3 separate regions of the Mus musculus genome follow, and regions 1 and 2 are each linked to region 3. Evidence: chromatin contacts called from public HiCAR-type and promoter capture Hi-C data. All regions are on one chromosome and are shown on one strand. Each heading gives the region's core, a stretch centred on a gene start, on an enhancer-like site or on the middle of the called end of the contact. The rest is flanking DNA. Distances are from core to core; before and after follow the strand shown.

Region 1 (2,700 bases), core at 8-2,507, 1.0 Mb before region 3:
GTAAATGAGTTGGCACATGTCTGGAAAACTACATTTTAGGTTAGAAGAGAGGAAGAATCAGGACTGAGTATGTACTTTAAAAACTATGTTAAAAGTTAAAAAAAAAAAAGGTCAACTTGTAATAAAGTAATTATTGCACCTCAGTTCCCTCTGAGTACTATGATAAAAGAGTACCATCTGTGAGCTCAAGTTTATGTTTCGGGAACATTCTAAGACATCAGGTGGTTTCTTTGTGGCTTACCGATGACACAGCTTTCTTGACAGCTCACAACTTTCTAGACCCAGTTGTCTGCCTAGTGGCCTGTCCCAACCACACCCGCACACCAAGAATTAAAAGGTCCAAGCTGCCAGAAGAGGAGATCCCAGAGGACCAAGAAGGGGAACACCAGGGCTGGGGGTCTTGGGGGGGGGGGTCTGCCTGCGACAACCCGATTGCCAAGGCCTGCAGGGCGCGACTCCTCGCAGGGTTCAGTGATTGGGGACAGGGCCTGGACGCGCTTCCCACACAGATGCAGACAGGTCACGCCGGAGTCCCCAACAGACCCCAGAAGCACCAAGTGGCACTGGGCCCGCCCGCGGCCTGGAGAGGCTTGGCGTCTGGGTCGGCCCCGCAGCGGAGCAAGCCTGGAGCCTTATAAAAAAAAAAAAAAAAAAAAAAAAAAGCTGTACTGGCCCGGACAGGAGACGAGCGGCCCCGAAGAGACCGAGTGGACTGGGCGACAGGGTCTTAGGCTGTCTGAGCCCGGCCCACCTTAGCTCCTCCTGCCTAGCTCACTCGACGCTAACGAGAATCCAGAACAAGATCAAAGCGCCACCGTTCTCGGGCCCTCTCCCCAGTCACCTGCCACGAACACCACGAAGACCGCGCCGCTCCTCTTAGCAGACGCGATGGCCGCCGGGATGGCGCCCTGGAACCACAGCATCGTCCCCTTCAGGCCCAGGCGCTCGCTCGGTGTGTCGTCGCCGCGGTGCCACAGCCGACCCCGCCCTCCTGGTTCTTTGGCCTCGTGGCCCCGGCAACCACCGGCTAATCCGGGCCCCGGTCTGAGGACCCAGCCAGCCCGTACGCCCGACAGCCACCCCCTGGGGACGCGCACCGGAGCGCGCTTGGCAAGAAAAGTACGCCCCTGTGTCACGTGACGACGACACTCCTCGTCAGGGGTCGCGCGCCCCGGTGCCTGGTCGGCTAGGTAAGTCCGTAAGTGCGCGCCCCCGCGAAGCCTCGGGTTCCGACTCCAGGAAGTGGAAGGAAGTATCAGGAAGGATGACTAACCGCTACGGCACGTTGACGTCGCCTGCAGTGAGGCTTCCTGGGAATTGTAGTCTTCCGAGGCTTGTTAATTTGCGGAAAGGTAAACTGTGGGCTCAAAGCATGGCGAGAGTGAGCATAGTGAGCACATCAACGCTGTAAGAGTAAATGCTAGGTATCGAGTTGCTGTCACCCTCTGACTTCTGCAAGCAATCTGCTCCACAAATAAACAAGCTTTACGGGGCTTGACCCGAAGCCTTTGGTTTTTATTTAATTTGACCCTGTGAAAAAGATGGGATTCAGAGGGGCGTGGCAAACCACGCATTTAATCCCAGCAATCCGAAAGCAGAGGCCTGCCTGCCTGTATGAGATGGACAGCTTAGTCTACAAGGTGAGTTCCGCGGACTGTCAGGATTTGTACAGAGACCCTGAATAACAAACAAACAAACAAACAAACAAAAACCAACCAACCAACTTACCAAAAACCCCAAACAAACAAAAGAAAAAGACCGGCTAGAGGTACAACAGTGTTCCTCCTCGCCCGCCTCCCACCCCGCAGTACCACATAGGCCCCTTATCTGAAGGGTAAGCGAAGTGGCAGAATGCTGGCTTTTGGCTATAATGTGCATTTACTAACTGGATCACATTGTAAAACCTTCAGCCACTATGCTATGCTATTGAAAAAACTTATTTATTTTTAATTCTGTGAAGACAATCCTCCTACCTGTACCATCCAGCGTGTACCATCTTGGCTGGCTGTACTTAACTTGTATGAATATCATGTAAAGAAAATATTTCTGTTGTTTCCTTGAGTGATAGAGTAAAGAAAGTCTAAATGGAGTAGAATCAACTTGTGTATAGGCCAGTAAGAAAATAAATTAATAACTATGTAAGGTTTATGGATGCATACGAAATCAAAATGGAAGAAAAAACATTTGCACAAGTTTCTAGTGTTTGGTTTCGGACTTGGGGACAAGGGACTGAGGTGCATATTTTCCACACCAAAGCAGACCTGGCCTCCAGGTTCTCCCAGCATCCCTCAGTCCATACCCTGCCTCCAACTTTGAACTTCCCAGTCCAGATCTCTCTCTCTCTCTCTCTCTCTCTCTCTCTCTCTCTCTCCTTGCCCATTCCCACTCCCCCCCCTTCTCTCTTACTATATATCTTCCTCCACTAGCTGCTCCCCTCTCCCTGGTGGCAACTTCCTTGGCCTTGATCCTTGGGGCCAGTGAACTCGCCGACCGAGAGCGGTTTCCCAAAAACCTGCCTTTAATATAATCTAATCTGGCTTAAATTGGCCAATTTCTCCTATCTTCCTTCAAATATATATATATATTTAACTACTTTGATATCCCTTTTCTGCTTCGAAGGCAGATACAAGTGACTAATACAAAGCAGCATTAGTGGCAGGACGTGGAAACAGCTACCCCAGTTCGTGAGCACCTCCATTT
Region 2 (2,700 bases), core at 11-2,510, 1.3 Mb after region 3:
ACAAGCGAGTAATGGGCAAAGCATCCTTGTCTCCCCAAGGAGTTAACCAGCTAGAAATGAGGGGGAGGGGTGGGGGAGAATGAGCCTGAGGCAGCTATGGACCGATCTCTGCAAAGGAATTACAAGAAAGTCATTTATGCCTCTTTCAAACCTGCTCTGCTGGCAGGGTAGGGACATAAATGATCACATCCCAGCTGAGAGACCACTTCCCCTCGGGAGACCTCACAGGAGAGGGGTGATGCTTAGCCACGGGTTTCCACCGAATCTCCCAAATCCCAAATCAGGGGTGGGGGTGGGTGGAAATGCGCGGGGGTTGTGGGCGGGGGCACCAAGAGCTGCGACTGCCTGCTCTGTGCACAGCACAGTCTTCCACAAAGCTCCACCAGGAAGGCAAAATAACACCGTGGTGTCCCGGGAATACGCAAGGTGGGTCACTTAGAATTGTCAGAAAGGGGAGTAGTGGAGGAGGGAGGCAGCCTATGGCCAATTGGCCATGCTTTAGCGCTGTAAGGAGTGTATACCCATAGCTGGTGGCTTGGGGGAGCAGTCAGACCCATTTGCTTTTCAGTGAGAGCACAGATCCGGGTGTCCACTCCCCAGGTAGCTTTATTTCTGGGCTAGGAGACCGAGGCTGAGTCAATGCATCCCCCTGCGGTGCATGCAAGCAGGTGAGGAGATGGTGGTTGGGCTAAGCGAGCTAGCTGCGGTAGGGTCACCATCGTACTCGCAGGCATTCTGCTGGAAGACCCAGGTGGCCAGTGAGGTGGGTTTCTCTCAGGAAGAGGCGCGGCTGCGTCGGACACCCCAGGGAACTCGCTGCTCCGCAACTTTGCCAGGTGCTCAGAAACAGCCCTTCGCTTTATCCAGGGCAGTCACCCAGAGGGCCAGGGGGCAGCGAGTGATAGAAGACGCCGGGCTGGGTGGGCGAGACCCAATTGCAAGGGTACTGTTAGCACCGAAAGGGAACATAACACCTGGAAGGGAAGGGTACCGCAGCCTAGCACTCGGGTCTCCGAGTTCGCATAGGACAGGTCCTGATGGCACCTGCTGCGCCCTAGTCACCTCCTTATTCCTAACCTCTGTCAACACTACTCCCGAACCCAGCAGGCGCTCCTTTCCAAGGAACTAGAGGAGGTAGGCTAAAAGGGTGGCAGAAAGGGGTGGGGACAGTAGAGAGACAGTCCCAGCCTTCCCCGCCCTCCACCCCCACCACAACTCAGCAGCCGTCACGTGGTACCCGGAGTGGGAGGGGTGGGGGCAGAAGAGGCGAGACTTTTTTGGGTGCTCCGGATCGCCAGTAGTTCTTCAAGCCTCAGCAGCCAACTCCTCCGGAGGCGCTGCGCTCCGCCCCAGGGAGCGCGAATCCAAGGAGCCTGGGACCAGCCTCTGGGAGCCCCCGGCGCGGGCGATGCGGGCGCCGCGGGCGACACCTGCGGCTCCTCTCGGTGGCAGCCGTCGCTTGGGCGGCAGCAGCGCGAGCCTCGGCAGCCTCGGCAGCTACTGTCGCCGCGGCCAGAACAGCCTCCGCTGCGGTCGTGGTCTCTGATGCTCTTGCCCGCTCCCGGCCCTGCCGATCCGGGAGGATGTGGGTTCTCGGCATCGCAGCAACTTTTTGCGGATTGTTCTGGCTTCCAGGTAAGAAGATGAAGAGGCCAGCTGCCTGGCCAGACACGCTCCTGCTATCTCGCCAAGCGTCCCTGCTCTCAGCCCCAGTGCGCCCAGCTGTGGTCCGCGCTGCGCTGGGGCTACCCAGCGGGAGTTTGGTGCTGGAAACTGAGACCAAAGGCGCTAGACTGGGACGCTCTCCAAGTCCCGCGCTGCAGGAGAGCCGAGAGCGGCAGATTGGCGCGACTCTTGGCTGCAGCTGCGTGGGGTACACAGTCGGGGATACAGAGCTGGGATTGGGGAGGGTCCTTGAGTTGGGCGAGACAGGAAAAGGAGCGACAAGCCTCCAACCTAGTCAAGTTACCCAGTGTTTGTGGCCACCCAAGGGAGCGGCGACGCTGACAGGTGAGCGACTCGCCGGACAATCCTCTGCTGGGGGCGGGGGAGCAGCCCTTCCGGACTGAGTGAGCTAGCTGTGCTCTTCCTGCGATCGGTAGGGTGTTAGGAAGGGGCATGCGGCCCAAAGAGAAGCTCCCAGATCAGAGGAGAGCAACCAGGAAAATATGGTAAGTAACTGCTCCTGATCGCGGACTCTAAGCTATCAGAATTTTTTTCCAACAGCCATGTTTTTCAAAAAAAGGGGTCACAAGACAGGTCTAAAAGGGCTGCATTGTGGTGGTCCCTAAGCAGACGCGCACATCCAACGCAGGCACTCTCTCATTACATCCTCTCCAACCCTCAGCAGCAGCTGCCCCTGTCGCTGATCACAAGAAGGGAGCCTGAGCTGGAGGACTGAGCAGGGATACTTAGCATCCAGCACCTCCCCCCCCCCCCAGGTTGCAGGGTGGTCTCCAGGAAGCATCAGAGCCTCAGCCCATGAACGCTGACTTAAAAGATTAAATAAATAAAACCGAAAACGCGTCAGCCAATGCAATTATGAACGGTGCCAAAATAGTAATTAACCAATTTGTAGCCAATTAGTAATTAGGCTCAGACAGGAGCTCAAGCTTGTACCCCACTACTTTGATCTGGGATTTGAACTCTCACCGGTCTCTTTGCAACTTCTTGCGGAAAGGCCGGAGGGGTGTTATAGGA
Region 3 (2,874 bases), core at 243-2,742:
AACCTGCTCCCATCACAGAGTAAATGGGCGCGACTGAGCGCCCTGCGTTCCCTGAGAGTGGGTCCACCTGGCAGACCGACGCGTCACCAGGCCTCTGGTCTTCCACCCTCAGGGAGCAAGGGTATGACATCCACGCCCCCGTCTCCAGAGGCCAGAGTGGCTCTGGAAAGCAGAACCCTGGTGCCCGTCACAGGCCAGGCAGAGGCCGAGGGACGAGAAAGGGTGAACAAGAGGGTACAGAGATTCCCCACTCGCACACCCCCTACCCCCAATTTAGCGAGCTGCGGCCCCAAAGGGGACCAAAGAGGCTGGCCTGGCGACTCGGCAGGAAGTTCCCAGGACCGCACTGAGCATGCTCTGGGGGAGTGTGTACGCGGGTGTCGCCCTTACATCCCGCAGCCTCTGCCATCTCCCAGTCGTGGGTGCACGCCGGCAGGATCGCGGCCGGGGCGGGCTGTCCCTAAGGCTCTCTAGGTTACGAAGGGTCTTCTTGACCTTTCAGCCTGGAGCTTTGGATCTTTATATCCCTTCTCCCCAGGGACCTGGGGTCCCACTCTTCATTCTTCCTTCCAACTGGCTCAAGGCACATCTCACGCTGAGCTCTCGGATCCCCAGGACCCTAGCCCGGCCCACGCTGGCATCCTGGTTTCTGGTTTCATCGCGGTCCCAGCGTCCAAAATGCCAATCTCAGCTTCTCGCCTCCAGCCCACGCCACCCGAGCCCCTTCTGGACAGTTCCTTGGAAGCCTAAAAGCCTCAGAGGCTAGAGAAGATCTTCGGGGTCCCATGAGAGGGGATGCCTCTGAGCAGGTGGTGGACCCTCCAAGCGGGTCCCTCGGTTGTACTCTGGGGTTCCCACCCCCGTCCCAAATCAAACACGGCCAGAACATCCACCCACGCAGCCCCCGGTGTCAGCGTTGGGCCGGATAAGGGCTGCCTCATCTCCCCTAACATCCCCCACGCGTCCCCCCGCGATCCACAGTCCGTGCATCTCCCCGAAGGGGGATGGCGAGCTTCTGAATCGATCGCTCGACCCTGCAGCAGCTCTTACCTGCTAGTAGGGGAGCAGCAGAAGCACCATCAGTAGCAGTCGGGTTCACTCTCCAGCAGCCTTGCTCCAGGAACAGAGGTCCCAGGCACAGCCAGGAGCGGGGTCAGAGCGCCCCCTGAGACTGAGATGCGGCTACCTGGGCTAGATCGAGCCTGGGGCCGCCGCCGCCACCGCGGGAGCCGCAGGGCTGCCGGGCGAGCGGGCCTCGGCAGGGACGGTCTGAAAACTACCAGCCCTGTCGGGGCCGTGCGCAGCGCGTCCACCTTCCGCCCCTAGACGCAAGCAGGGACGTTCCTCCTGAGTCCAAACGATCAGGACAGAATGGTTAGGAGATCTTTTCGAGGTTTCTGCTACCCTTCCCGGATCGACCTACCCAACTTCTCTCAGCTTCTAGGCTCGCGCCGCTCTCCAAGGCAAAGGGATTCCGGGCCACGGACGTTCCGCAAATTCCCCGCCCACCCCGGCAGAGCGCTCAGCCAATTCGGAACGCCTCGGCTTCTCGGGGATCGTCTGCAAACTCTAGACCCTGTACAGGAGGACTTGAAGCCGCTCCATTCCGCAGCCCAAGGAGAAACAGGCAGAGAGCTAGACCGAGGGAGCTGAGTAAATAATACTCTAGCAAGGTCAGGGGCAGGGTACAATTACTGTTACATACAGTGCATTCTCCAGAGTGATGGTCTCTGGGCCTCCTCAGGACAGGGACCTTTCAGGAGTGAAACCAGTGGGGAGGAGATGGCGGGCTCAACTGTTTAGGGGGTCTTGCCAACTTTTAACAAACGCCCTGAGCTCCATTTTTATACTTTATAGAGTAGATTGGCAAAAACAGTAGGAATTTCTGTCCCGTGTCTTTTTTTTTTTAACTGAACAGATTTGTATTTGTTTATTTTGTGATGGGGGGGGGGGGGGGTGGTGCAGTCTTACCTAACCCAGACTGGCCTCGATGAACTTGCTTTTAACAGAGCATACCCTCGAACTCTGGATCTTCTTGCCTCCATCTCCTGAGTACAGGAATTACAAGCATCACACCCTTGGCTTTGGTGACCCTGAGCAAGTCATTTATCCGGATCCTCTTAGCGGCTCTATTAATGAGGGCAATAACGGCTGCTCCATGACATTATTGTGAAAATGTAATGAAATATTTGTAAAGGGTTTGGCAGTGACTGGTACACAGTAGGCACACAATTTTTCTAATGTGCTTCTTTTTCTCTGCTCAGTCTGCGTTTTATGAGCAGCCTGGACAGCTTAACACCGTACTCTTGTAAATTCAAACAGAAATAAAACACATCTCCTGCCCTGAGGGCACCACAATGAAACACTGACTAGCAAGCAATATTCAATCGGCCACCCTCCAGGGAGCTGGCCGTGCATTTACATCACGGAGCATTATAGATCCTGGTTAAGTGTTGTCTGGAATGGAAGGAGGGTGGACTGATGGATTACCCGGGGTGTAAATGACAGGAAGTTCTGCTCCTGTGAGCCATCGCTATATCCAGTTACAGTAGAAGGGTTTATCCTGCAGAATTTCTTCAACCTTGTTTCACAGCTCCGTTCTTAGGCTAATTTCACCCTAACTTGCCCCCCTCCACATCCCCGGCAGAATTATTTTAAACCTGGGGATTATAGAATTTTGGATTTTTTTTTTTAACACTAGAAACAATTTAGTTCCTCTTCTGCGTTTTGTGAAGTAGCCCTCTCGGCTACACAGCCAGTGAGTAAGAGCTCTTGACACCCAGGTCCTTCATAGAACACACCTGTGGTGTTGTCTCCTGCTTGGAGCACCCTGGGAATGTACACAAATGAAATCAGCCCTTCTTTAACATCCAC

Evidence for each region. HiCAR-type assays count read pairs that join an accessible place to other places. Capture Hi-C pulls out chosen DNA fragments and counts their contacts.
Region 1: a contact with region 3 is called in a promoter capture Hi-C map of adipose tissue, with 2.7 times the contacts expected there. The contact joins the promoter of Ubxn4 here to the promoter of Mgat5 in region 3. A contact is called at or near these places in 2 of 39 promoter capture datasets (liver and pre-B cells), 3 of 484 Hi-C or Micro-C datasets (all in CD4 T cells), 1 of 115 datasets of contacts at active chromatin or transcription factors (double positive thymocytes) and 2 of 9 other capture datasets (adipose tissue and liver).
Region 2: a HiCAR-type map of astrocytes shows a contact between it and region 3, with 4 times the contacts expected there. The contact joins the promoter of Lypd1 here to the promoter of Mgat5 in region 3. A contact is called at or near these places in 1 of 39 promoter capture datasets (cranial neural crest) and 1 of 115 datasets of contacts at active chromatin or transcription factors (astrocytes).

The regions. Positions count from the first base shown.
Region 1 is chr1:128,242,694-128,245,393 of GRCm38.p6, reverse strand. Ubxn4 (UBX domain protein 4) reads right to left here and starts at 1,257. Exons shown (of 13, transcript NM_026390.3): 1 at 842-1,257. The coding sequence starts at 923. It overlaps Gm41949 (a long non-coding RNA gene), which reads right to left and starts at 835. Exons shown (of 2, transcript XR_878509.3): 1 at 752-835; 2 at 1-631.
Region 2 is chr1:125,910,774-125,913,473 of GRCm38.p6, reverse strand. It overlaps Lypd1 (Ly6/Plaur domain containing 1), which reads left to right and starts at 1,260. Exons shown (of 3, transcript NM_145100.4): 1 at 1,260-1,635. The coding sequence starts at 1,584.
Region 3 is chr1:127,203,604-127,206,477 of GRCm38.p6, reverse strand. It overlaps Mgat5 (mannoside acetylglucosaminyltransferase 5), which reads right to left and starts at 1,492. Exons shown (of 18, transcript NM_145128.3): 1 at 1,051-1,492.